Linked DNA regions of Capsicum annuum: region 2 is linked to region 1. A link is a contact called in public Hi-C data. All regions are on one chromosome and are shown on one strand. Each heading gives the region's core, a stretch centred on a gene start, on an enhancer-like site or on the middle of the called end of the contact. The rest is flanking DNA. Distances are from core to core; before and after follow the strand shown. Region 1 has its middle 14 kb from the start of LOC124897869. Region 2 holds the start of LOC124898156.

The links. Hi-C and Micro-C count contacts between places; a contact is called where the count stands out from the background.
Region 2: a contact with region 1 is called in a Hi-C map of placenta, with 4 times the contacts expected there. The contact joins the promoter of LOC124898156 here to the enhancer-like site in region 1. A contact is called at or near these places in 3 of 5 Hi-C or Micro-C datasets (bud, leaf and placenta).

What each region holds. Positions count from the first base shown.
Region 1 is chr4:62,883,776-62,889,343 of UCD10Xv1.1, reverse strand. No RefSeq gene overlaps it. Among protein-coding and RNA genes, the nearest start is that of LOC124897869, 14 kb to the right of the region's middle. Within about 2 kb of position 3,508, at least 5 of the 5 cell types and tissues checked have an H3K27ac peak or open chromatin away from gene starts, as enhancers often do. A contact at or near this core is called in bud and leaf, where this site is marked.
Region 2 is chr4:63,295,328-63,300,895 of UCD10Xv1.1, reverse strand. It overlaps LOC124898156, which reads left to right and starts at 3,355. Exons shown (of 3, transcript XM_047411831.1): 1 at 3,355-3,857. The coding sequence starts at 3,666.

The DNA.
Region 1 (5,568 bases), core at 2,259-4,758:
TTATGAGATTTTTTTAATCTTAAAGATAAAAAGAAATGCAATAGTCCTATTTATTATTTGACATGGAATATCACATGAGGTGAGATACGGGATTAGTTATTTCATTTTTCTTATGGATAAATAGTACGCAAGCCATTTTTATGTAAAGACCAAACAATTGCTAGACACTTCAACTTGGCATGAACTGTTAATTTGATATTTAAAGTTGATATTGTTCATTTTAGACACCTTAACTAAAATTTTGATGTATTATTTTGATATTTTTTACACAATTAAAAAATATTCAATGTATGTATTACATGCATCGATGACGTATAAAGTGACGAATAATATGATGACATTTCCATTTTTCTCTAAAATAATTTTTAAATAATTACTTTAAATTAAAAAGAATTCAATCAATAAATGACCCTCGCCCCCCCACCACCACCACCCCCAAACTCCAACCAATCAAAATCTCAAATTTCAACTCCTCAGAGAGGGACGTCATTGATGGGCCTTCACCGAACACATACACACACTTTCTTTTGTCCGCTTTATGAGATCTATTTGTAGAAAAATGAATTCTTTAATCAAATAGGAGCAAAATTCAGATCGGGTCATTTTGTTCATTTTTTTAGGCTACTGTTACTACTGACTTTTTCGACAGGCGGTGACGATAGAAGCGACCTCGTTATGATGATCATCGTCGTTAAGAAAACTATTTTCGGTGAGGTTGAGAACGACATCAATTTTTTTCCTCTCTTTCTCCGTTCTGTGTGTGTATATCTAAACTGTGTATGAGTATTCATTTTTTCTGTTCTCTCTTTCTCTCAGTGTATGTATATGTGAGAAAAAGGAAAATTTCAATCATATTGAGAGTTACCCAGTTGAAATTGAGCAAAACCCAATTAGAAAAATAAATTATTTAGTTGAATTGTGTAGAATTCAGTTGAAAAAGTGATATACCGAGACACTTCATTGATAAGAAATAAAACTAATAGTATAATTTAATAAAAAATTATTAAAATTTATCAAAAATTTTAGGGATGATGGAAAGAAGGAATAAGGAAGAAAGGTTTAGAGCTTTTTATTGAAGTTTTTTGGTGAATAAGATACAGAGAAGTATAATAATGAAGAAAATGAAGAATAAAAATGGAAGCTGAGGAATTTTACATGTTGAATTAACTATCAATTTCTGCAATGGTGATAATTACAGTATTAAGAAGAGTAATTATTGTAATTGAAGAAAAAAAAAAGATGGAAAAAATGGTGGAAAATTTAGGAAGAAAGAGTAAGGAAGAAGGAGAAAGAGAGAGGAAAAAATTATAAAAATATCCCTCAAACACGCTCAAAATGTATTGTAGCAAATGTGCTACGATGAGTCGGCAAAAAGTGTCAAAATGACACATTAGAGCATTAGTTGAGGTATTTAAAATAAACAGCGTCCACTTTAAATATCAAAATAAAATATTGTGTCAAGTTAAAGAACTTGTAGGTGTGTTTAACCTAATATAAAAATTATTTTAGAATTAGCTAGTATCCCAAGTAAAATATGAAATAGAGATACTTTCAAATTTTACCTGACTTATTATCCTTATTACCATATGATCCCTATGGTATAAATAAATAGGAAATATCTAGGCCATTGTTTTGCTTAGCATTTTGCTTCAGTTCTATGGTGAATTCCAAAGCCTCATTTCTCAGTGTAAAATATGTTCCTAAAAAACTTCAAAGTATTAATTATACTTTTATCCTTAATTCTGTGTTACATGCATAATTGTATTTATAAAAGTTTTACTTTAATTAGTAAAGGATTATTTATGATTTTCAAAAATATACAACTCAACACAACACATTGCACTTTTATATATTTTCAATTTTCACGCACATAGCCAATTTTATTTTATTTTTGTGCAACAATATTTTTACACATTTTTACACAGTATAACAACAAACCGACCTGTACCCTTTTCTCTGAAGGCAGGACTTGAACAATGAAGTGAAAGGCTTGACTTTCATGTTAGGCGAGCTTACTTGAAAGACTCGCTTTACTGAAAAGACACAACAATACACATTTACTGTAAACGAGAAATCAACTATGTATAAAAGTATAAAGTAGTGTATATGATGTATTTATACACAATTTTATATGTATTGTTAAATAATTTTATAAAACATATACAAAAATTGAATTTTGTCTTCTTTGAAAGTCAACCCATGAAACTCTATCCAAAATGCATAAAAGTATCACCAAATAGCTTAAATCTTCATTGAATAGCTTCAATCTTTAATGACAACATCAAATGACATCCTCAACCAACCTTAGTCACCAAAAATTTAACAACTCACAAATATATTTGAGTTTCAAGCTTTTAAAAACTCCAATAATGAAGTTTTAAACCTTTTACGTTAATTCACCCAATAATGTTTCAATTTGTGATGATAATAAACATGATATCACGAGCTTAAAAACTGAAAATTATATATAATCACAAATTAAGCAATTATTATCTTTTGCTTAAGTATTTCAAATTAAATATAAAATCGATTAAATGGGGTAAGATGTAAAAAATATAGGCTCATAGTTTTGGTTATAAACTTTAGCCAAGTAACACTGAAGGCAAAGCAAGCAAAGCAAACCCCAAAAGACATTAAAATAAGAAGGCATGACAGAAATACATCAAAAGAGATAATAATTTAACATGGTTCGGTCAGTCGACCTACATCCATAAAGGAGATGAACAATCTATTATATAAAAGAAAGTACAAAATATCGAGAGAAATAATCTGACACAATTCACTCAGAATAAAAAAGGTTCACACAAGTGACACGATACCACTTGTTTCTCACAAATCGTCCTCCCCCGCTAAATAACTCTCAAAACTCCTAGTACCATATTGAAGATGCTCTCAAGTTAGAAGAAAAGAAGTTTTTATTTATAGAGTCTATAACTTTTTGCTACAAAAACAATGATTAGTCAAATATGGAGAATATATTTGCCTTTTAAGAAAAACTCAATTATGGTACCTAAAGAAAAATCTAATAATAATAAGAAAGTCAGGACAAACACTCAATATAAACTTTATTTTTTATTATCATCTCGATCTTACCTATTTCTTTTTTTTATGTAACAATGAGTATTTTGATTTATTATTATTATTATTATTTCTTCCATCGTGTTTGAATTAGTATTAAATTTAAGAATACTTTTGAAATTTGCGATCTAAAATAAGTCATACATATTTATTAATTGAGATGAAGTGTGTATAACAAATGAAAATAGCAATATGGAGTGATCTGCAATTCATTTCTACTCCAGCAGGGAAACCGGAGAAAATATGATTGAATAACTGAAGGAAAGATTGCAACTGAAACTTCGGGATAGAAGATAACATCATACACTTCCCATACTCATATTTCAAATCTGTCAAATATAACCCACCAATATTCCCCTAGAACAATCCCTGCAAATAGCAGTGCAAAATAAACCAAAAGGCTACTGGGCCTCCCTGCCCTTCGGCTCCTTCGCAGCTGACCTCCAGGCCCAATATCCAAATTCTGACTAACAGGTCCAATTGCCGGGTTCATAACATTACGCCCACCTGAGAAAAGAATCTAATTATTAGGGATGTGCATTTTTTTGGATTAAACCAAAAAATCAAGCTAAATCAAACTGAATTTTGAGTTGGATTTATTAGTTGGAAGATAAAGCAAAGTGATTATTCGGTTATAGTTCTTACTCAAAATAGCCCATTAATGATTTATCTCTAATGTCTAATCTCGAATCCCTATTAATCATATCATAATCATAATAATGAGTAAATTTCATCCATGGTCACTTAACTTTGTATCTATTACGCAAAAGTCACATTTCTTTTATTCATTTCATCCATGGTCACTTAACTATGCGTCTATTACGCAAAAGTCACTTTTCTTTCATTCATTTCATCCATGGTCATTTAACTTTACGCCGACCATCACAAAAGTCACTATGACCGAATTTTACAATAATTTCATCGGAAAAATGATGTGGCAACCTTAATTAGTTGTTAATTTAAATTTAAGTGAATATATAATATATTACTCATGTCTTAACCCTTTCTATATGTGCATAACACAATTTTCCTTATGGATTATTTCATGAAAGAATACCAATTTCTTAATAGATTAGATTACCTAATGAAGAATATTTTCATAAAAAAAAAATTGGTTGATATTTTTATGAAATAAAATTATACTTATATATTCTTAAAATCCTCTAAAGTTGAGAAATGTGCTGGAAAATTATTTTTTCCCTCTAATATTATGGCATGTAGTTGATAAAATTATTTTTCTCCCTCTAAAATTGTGACATGTAGTTGATAAAATTATTTTTTTCATACATTCTTTTTCGTGCCACTTGAGTCTTTGCATTCGGTATATCATAACAATATGATAAACTACTCTATTTATTGAGTTTGTCTTTATATTTTTAATTGTTTGACTAATCGATTAATTCTCTTAAAAGTTTTTATTATAATATTCAATTTCTGATGAATTACATATCATTTAATTAATTTAATTGATAAATATAAAAATTAGATATCCTATAACTTCTTTATCTATCAAAGTAATTATATTTTATAACTTTTATTAACAAAACTGTACGTTAATATAGCATTATTTGTACAAATTTTGACAATACTTATTCAATGACACAATTAAAAAAATATATTTTAAAACTATCTTTAGCATGTTGATTTATCTTCAAAGAATTAAAATAATTTATTTTTTTTAAATAATATCACACATGTATTTCTATTTTATGTGTTTTGAAGAATTTATCTTTTGTATCACTCTTTTTCGATGCGGCAGATGAATGTAATATTATGAATGTTTCATAAAAATATCATCCAAATTTTTTTATGAAAATAATTTTCATTAGGTAATCTAATCTATTAAGAAATTGGTATTCTTTCATTAAATAATCCATAAGAAAATTTGAGTTGTGCACATATAAAAAAGATCAAGATATGGGTAATATATTATATATTCACTTAAATTAAAATTAAGAACTAATTAAGGTTGCCACATTATTTTTCTGATAGAATTATTGTAAAATCCGATCATAGTGACTTTTGTGATGGTCGGAGTAAAGTTAAATGACCATGGATGAAATGAATGAAAGAAAAGTGATTTTTGCATAATAGATACAAAAGTTAAATGACCATGGATAAAATGAATGAAAGAAAAGTGACTTTTACGTAATAGATACAAAGTTAAGTGACCATGGATGACATTTACCCTGACCCTGATAATAATATATCTATATCTATATCTATATCTATATCTATATCTATATCTATATCGATATCGATATCTATATCTATAATCTATATCTATAATTTATAATGACCATGGATAAAATGAATGAAAGAAAAGTGACTTTTACGTAATAGATACAAAGTTAAGTGACCATGGATGACATTTACCCTGACCCTGATAATAATATATCTATATCTATATCTATATCTATATCTATATCTATATCGATATCGATATCTATATCTATAATCTATATCTATAATTTATAATCTATATCTATA
Region 2 (5,568 bases), core at 2,106-4,605, 410 kb before region 1:
CCTACAAGCTAAAAGGCAAATTCTATAGAATTGCAATCCGACCTTTTATGTTGTATGGAGCGGAGTATAGGCCGATAAAGAATTCTCATATCCAGAAGTTGAAAGTAACGGTAATGAGAATGTTGCGTTGGATGTGTGGTTTCACAAGGGCTAACAGGATTAGGAATGATATTATTCAGGAGAAGGTAGAGGAAAAAATACGGGAAGTAAGGTTGAGATAGTTTGGTCATATGATGAGGAGGGGTACAGATGCCCTAGTTCGTAGGTGTAAGAGGTTGGCCTTGGAAAGTTTCAAGCGGGGTAGGGTTAGACCGAAGAAATACTGGAGAGAAGTGATTAAGAGTGACATGGACTATTTACAGTTGACTAAGGACATGACCCTAGATAGGAAGATATGGAGGAAAAACATTAGGATAGAGGGCTAAGGGTGTGGATGAGTCGTAACCAGTAATTAGGTGGACTTTGGTGTTCTTTGTTTGGCAATGTACAATCTTCTGTGGATGTCGTACCTATGTTATTTTATCATGTTCCTTGCTTTTGATGCTTTTGTATACTGTCTTTAATCTTGAGCCGGGGGTCTATCGGAAACGGCCTCTCTACCTCTTAAGAGGTAGTGGTATGGACTGCGTACACTCTACCCTCCCCAGACCCCACTTTGTGGGAATATACTGGGTTTGTTGTTGTTGTTGTTGTTTTACTTTTTTATTTTGATTTCTTTTTTCTTTCCACCTTATTTTCTCTCTTTTATTTCTACTTTCTTTCCCTTTTTTTATTTTTTATTTTTCGTTTTCTTATTTTTTTTCCTTTCTCGTATATTTTTTCTTTTCCTATTTTTATTTTCTTCTTCTTTTTCTCTATTTTTATTTTTTTCAATTTTATTTTTATGCTTCTATCTAACTTTTATTTGTCTTTCCTTTTTTCCCCTTTTTCATTTCTTTTTTTTTTTTCAGATTTGTTTTACTCTTCTATATCTATCTTTTATTTTTAAAAGACAAATATCTATATCATATATGCATATTCAAAAAATATACAAAATAAATTGATATATAGATCTACATATGTATTTACAGTACAAAACATATATATATATATATATATATATATATATATATATATGCATATGTATTTATAGAAATACATATCTGACTCATATGTTAATATAAGCATTTAGGACACAAAATCTCTATAACAAAAAGGAAAACTATATACATATACATATAGGTAATAAAAAATAGATGATAGATATTTTAAACAGTAAAAAATACAAATAAAGTATATATGTTATCCTCTAAAATGACATAGAACAATTCAAAGACTAATTCAACACCGTACAAAAATACATATGAATATGCATTTGTATATACAAAAAGGACAACTAAATATATAGACATATAGGTAATCAAAAGATACATGATACATATCTTAAACAATAAAAAATACAAATAAGTACATGTTTTATCCTCTAAAATGACATAGAACAGTTCAAAGACAAATCCAACACCATACAAAATACATATAGCGCTGCATATGTATTTACAGAATACATACCTAATCCATATGTATATTCTTATTTTATATGAGTCACTTTTTTATTTCTCAAATACATGTGAAGATATATAGTATAGTTATGTTTGTTACTGTTCAATATGAATATGATATGTATTTCATAAATACATATCAGAGTCATATTTGTATTTTTTGTATAGTAATATATATATGGATCAGACATGTATTCTGTAAATACATATGCAGAGTTATATGATTTTTTTTTGTAATTTAATATATATTATGTAAAAGAAAACATATGCATAATATGTATTTTGTATTATATTTTTGTGAAAAGTACATGTAATATAGATTTATGTCATTATTTTGTTCTGTAGGTGTTGTGTGATCATATATTCATGGCAAGAGTACTTTCAAGGTTTGCACCACATATATGATGCCACACAGTCAATGATATTGAAGAACGTATTAAGGCGATGTTATCAAAGAAGCAGTACATGATTTTTTGTCATAAGAATATTTGTGGTATCTACTTGAATAAGAAGATATGCGTAGTGCAAGCACAATTACGCAGATGTATTATGTCGCAAATGTATTATAAATTTTTTGGGGGCATATGCATGTATTTATATTTTGTGTATATAAATGCATATCTATATGTATTTTTGTACGACGTTGGATTTATCTTTGAACTGTTATATGTCATTCTAGATGGTACCATATGCATTTATTTGTATTTTTTACTGTTTAAGATATGTATCATATATTTTTTTATTATTTATATGTATATGTATATAGTTGTCTTTTTTGTTATAGAGATTTTGTGTCCTATATGTTTATATATGCATATGAGCGAGATATGTATTTCTGTAAATACATATGCAGATACATATTTATGTTTTGTACTATAAATATATATCCAGATTTGTATGGTTATGTATTTTATATATTTTTTTGAATATGTGTATGTGATATACATATTTATCTTTTAAAAATAAAAGTTAGAGATAGAAGAGTAAAATAATTAAAAAAAAAAACAAAAATAGAAAAAAAAAAGAAAAAAAAAAACAAGAAAGAGCAATAGAAGCTAGAAATGGAAGTGTAAAAATAAAAATAAAAAATAAAAAAATAGAAAAAAACGAAAATAGGAAAAGAAAAAAAGATATGAGAATGGAAAAAAAAATGAAAAGGAAAAAAAAGAGAAATAACAGAGAGAACATAAAGCAGAAAGAAAAAAAAAGAAAACAATAAACTGATAAAAATAAGATAAAAAAATTAACAAGAAAAAAAAGTTAGAGATAGAGTGAAAGAATAAAAAAACAGTAATGATATTTTATTTAGAAATTTGAAGATCATGAAGATAATCATCTTCAAAAAGAAAATTAAAAAAAATGAAGAAAAAAATAAAAAAAAAAAAAAAAGAAGAGAAATAGAAGAAAGAAAATAAAGTGGAAAGGAAAAAATAAAAAAATGAAATTAAAATAAAAAATAAAATAATAAAAAATAAGATTGAAAAAAGTTCGAAGATATGACTATATTGGGGGAAGTGAAATAGTGAAGTGAAAATAGGAAAAGGTAAAATAGTTAATGGGCAAAATAATATCACTTTGTTATGAACTATAATTTTATAAAAGTGTTATATTTATTGTAATTATAGTCTTAAGTATGCTATTTTCTTAATTTTTTTTTTATAAATATGCTATTTTGATAGGACCTATAAATGTGCTATTTTAAATAAATAGAGGGCTATTTTGATGGGACGTTGAATTAAAAGAGACAAACAAAATTTCCATTTAAGTTACTTTAAGTTTTAAAAATTAGGTAAACGGAACATTTTTTTTTAAATTTTTTTTTTAAAATATTTTCACTCCAATAACTTTACACAGTTGTCGAACAACTTTACAAAGTTATCGTGTAATTTTGATAGTTGTTCGATAACTTTGCAAAGTTGTTTAAGAACTATCAAAGTTATTCGATAATTTCGTAAAGTTATTTGATAAGTTTAATATTATTGAGATAACTAATATAGTTATCAAATAATTGTTTCAATTATTTAAAAATTTTATTTTTTCAACTTAATAATAATATTGTGGGATTTATTTATCTCCATTTTTTTAATTAAAGACTTGAGGTCTCAACTCATTTTTTACTCCATTTTGATGGCAGGTTCATACAAAGGGGAAGGGAGAACAAGAGAAATGAGAGGAGTGGGAGGGCCATTGTTATGCATCGGTGATCTGCTGAGTGATGTTGGAGAAAGTGATGCCGCCGTTGATCACCTTTCAATCAAAACACCTTCACCGGACTACGATTCCAGCCTTCAACCTTCTGATCTAAACAAGCTCTTCCAGGTTCTCGACCATATCTGTAAATGTTTTTTTCTGTTTCTGCATTTATTCTGAATGATGTTAGGTTAGATTTTCCCTCTGATGTGATTAGGTGTAGCACATGGCAAAATCATCTCACCCAATTTTCATTTTTTCCTTCCATTTGACATTATTTTGCACATCTATAAGGGCATTTCCAACAGCCCTTCATTTGACCCTTTATACTCCATATTTGAAGGGATGAATAATGTTTCTCCCACATTTAGAGATAGCACTAATTTTTTTCCTTTATTTTACTTTTTTATTATTATATTATTATTTATATTATATAATATTTTTAATTTAACATATTATAAATTATATAAGATTATTTGTTAAGAATCTAATATTCATAATTATTTTCTAATGTAATATATTTGTTTAATTAATTTTAAATTTTATTAAATTAATTTTGTGTATAATATTTTTACTTAAGATATAAAGTCTAAATGGTTTAGGTTGAGAAGGTCTAAGACGAAATATTTGGAGCGTAACTTCAGGAGGTGTCGCACGAGTCTGATGTGATTGTAGAACTTGATACTCATTCCATCCAAAAGAGAGATAATTTTAAAAATCTGGGATCTATAATTCAGGGAAATGGAAATGGAGAGATTGATCAAATTGGGATAGGGCAGATGAAATGGATACTTGCTTTTGAAATCTTGTGTGATAAGAAGGTATCTGCTAAACTTAAAGGCAAGTTCTACAGAGTGGTGGTTAGACCGACTTTGTTGTATGGGCAGAGTGTTGGCCTATCAAGAAGTCTCACATTCAAAATATGAAGGTCGCGAAGATGAGACTGCTACGGTGGATGTGTGCATGTGCTAAGAAAGATATGATGGAAATGAGGTTATTAGAAATGGGTATACTAGGGAATAAGTGAGAGCGGCTTCGGTGGAAGCTAAGATAAGGGTAGCGAGGTTGAGATGGTTTAGACATGTGATGAGGAGGGGCACGGATGCTTCTGTATGGAGGTGTGAGAGGTTGGCTAGGGATAGATTCATGCAAGGTAGAGGTTGACCGAAGAAATACTAGAGGAAGGTGATTAGATAGGACATAGAGCAACTTTAGCTTACTGAGGATATGACCATAGATAGGAAGGTGTAGAGGAGACGAATTAGGATAGAAGGATAGTAGGAACGAATGCGGCAGTGCTAGTAGTAGGAGGGTTTTGTTATCCGTAGCTATACTACTATTATTATTTCAGGATGTTGTATCATTTGTTGGATTACTTGGTGAGTATTGTTTATGGTATTATTGAGTGTAGTAATTTCTATTGTATCTTGTACTTTTAATATTTCATTTCTAGATTATTTTATCTTGAGTCGAGGGTCCATTGGAAACAACCTCTCTATGACTCTATCTCACCTTTGAGGTAATGGTATGAACTGCGTACACTCACCCTCCCAGACCCCACTTGGTGGGAATATACTGGGTATATTATTGTTGTATTTAAGATATCAAATTACTATTCCCCATTTCAAAATAGTTGACCCTCTTTCTAAAAGTATTTGTTTTAATTTAGTTGTTCCATTTGTGAAATCAAGGGAATTTATTATGTTCTTCTAATATTGCTTCTATCATTAAATGACTATACAAAGTGCATTTTCAAAATTGTATTTTCAAAGCATAATTAATAAGGTTAATTTGATAAAATAAACCTTTGATTTTTGTGAAAAGTGAAAACAACATTGTT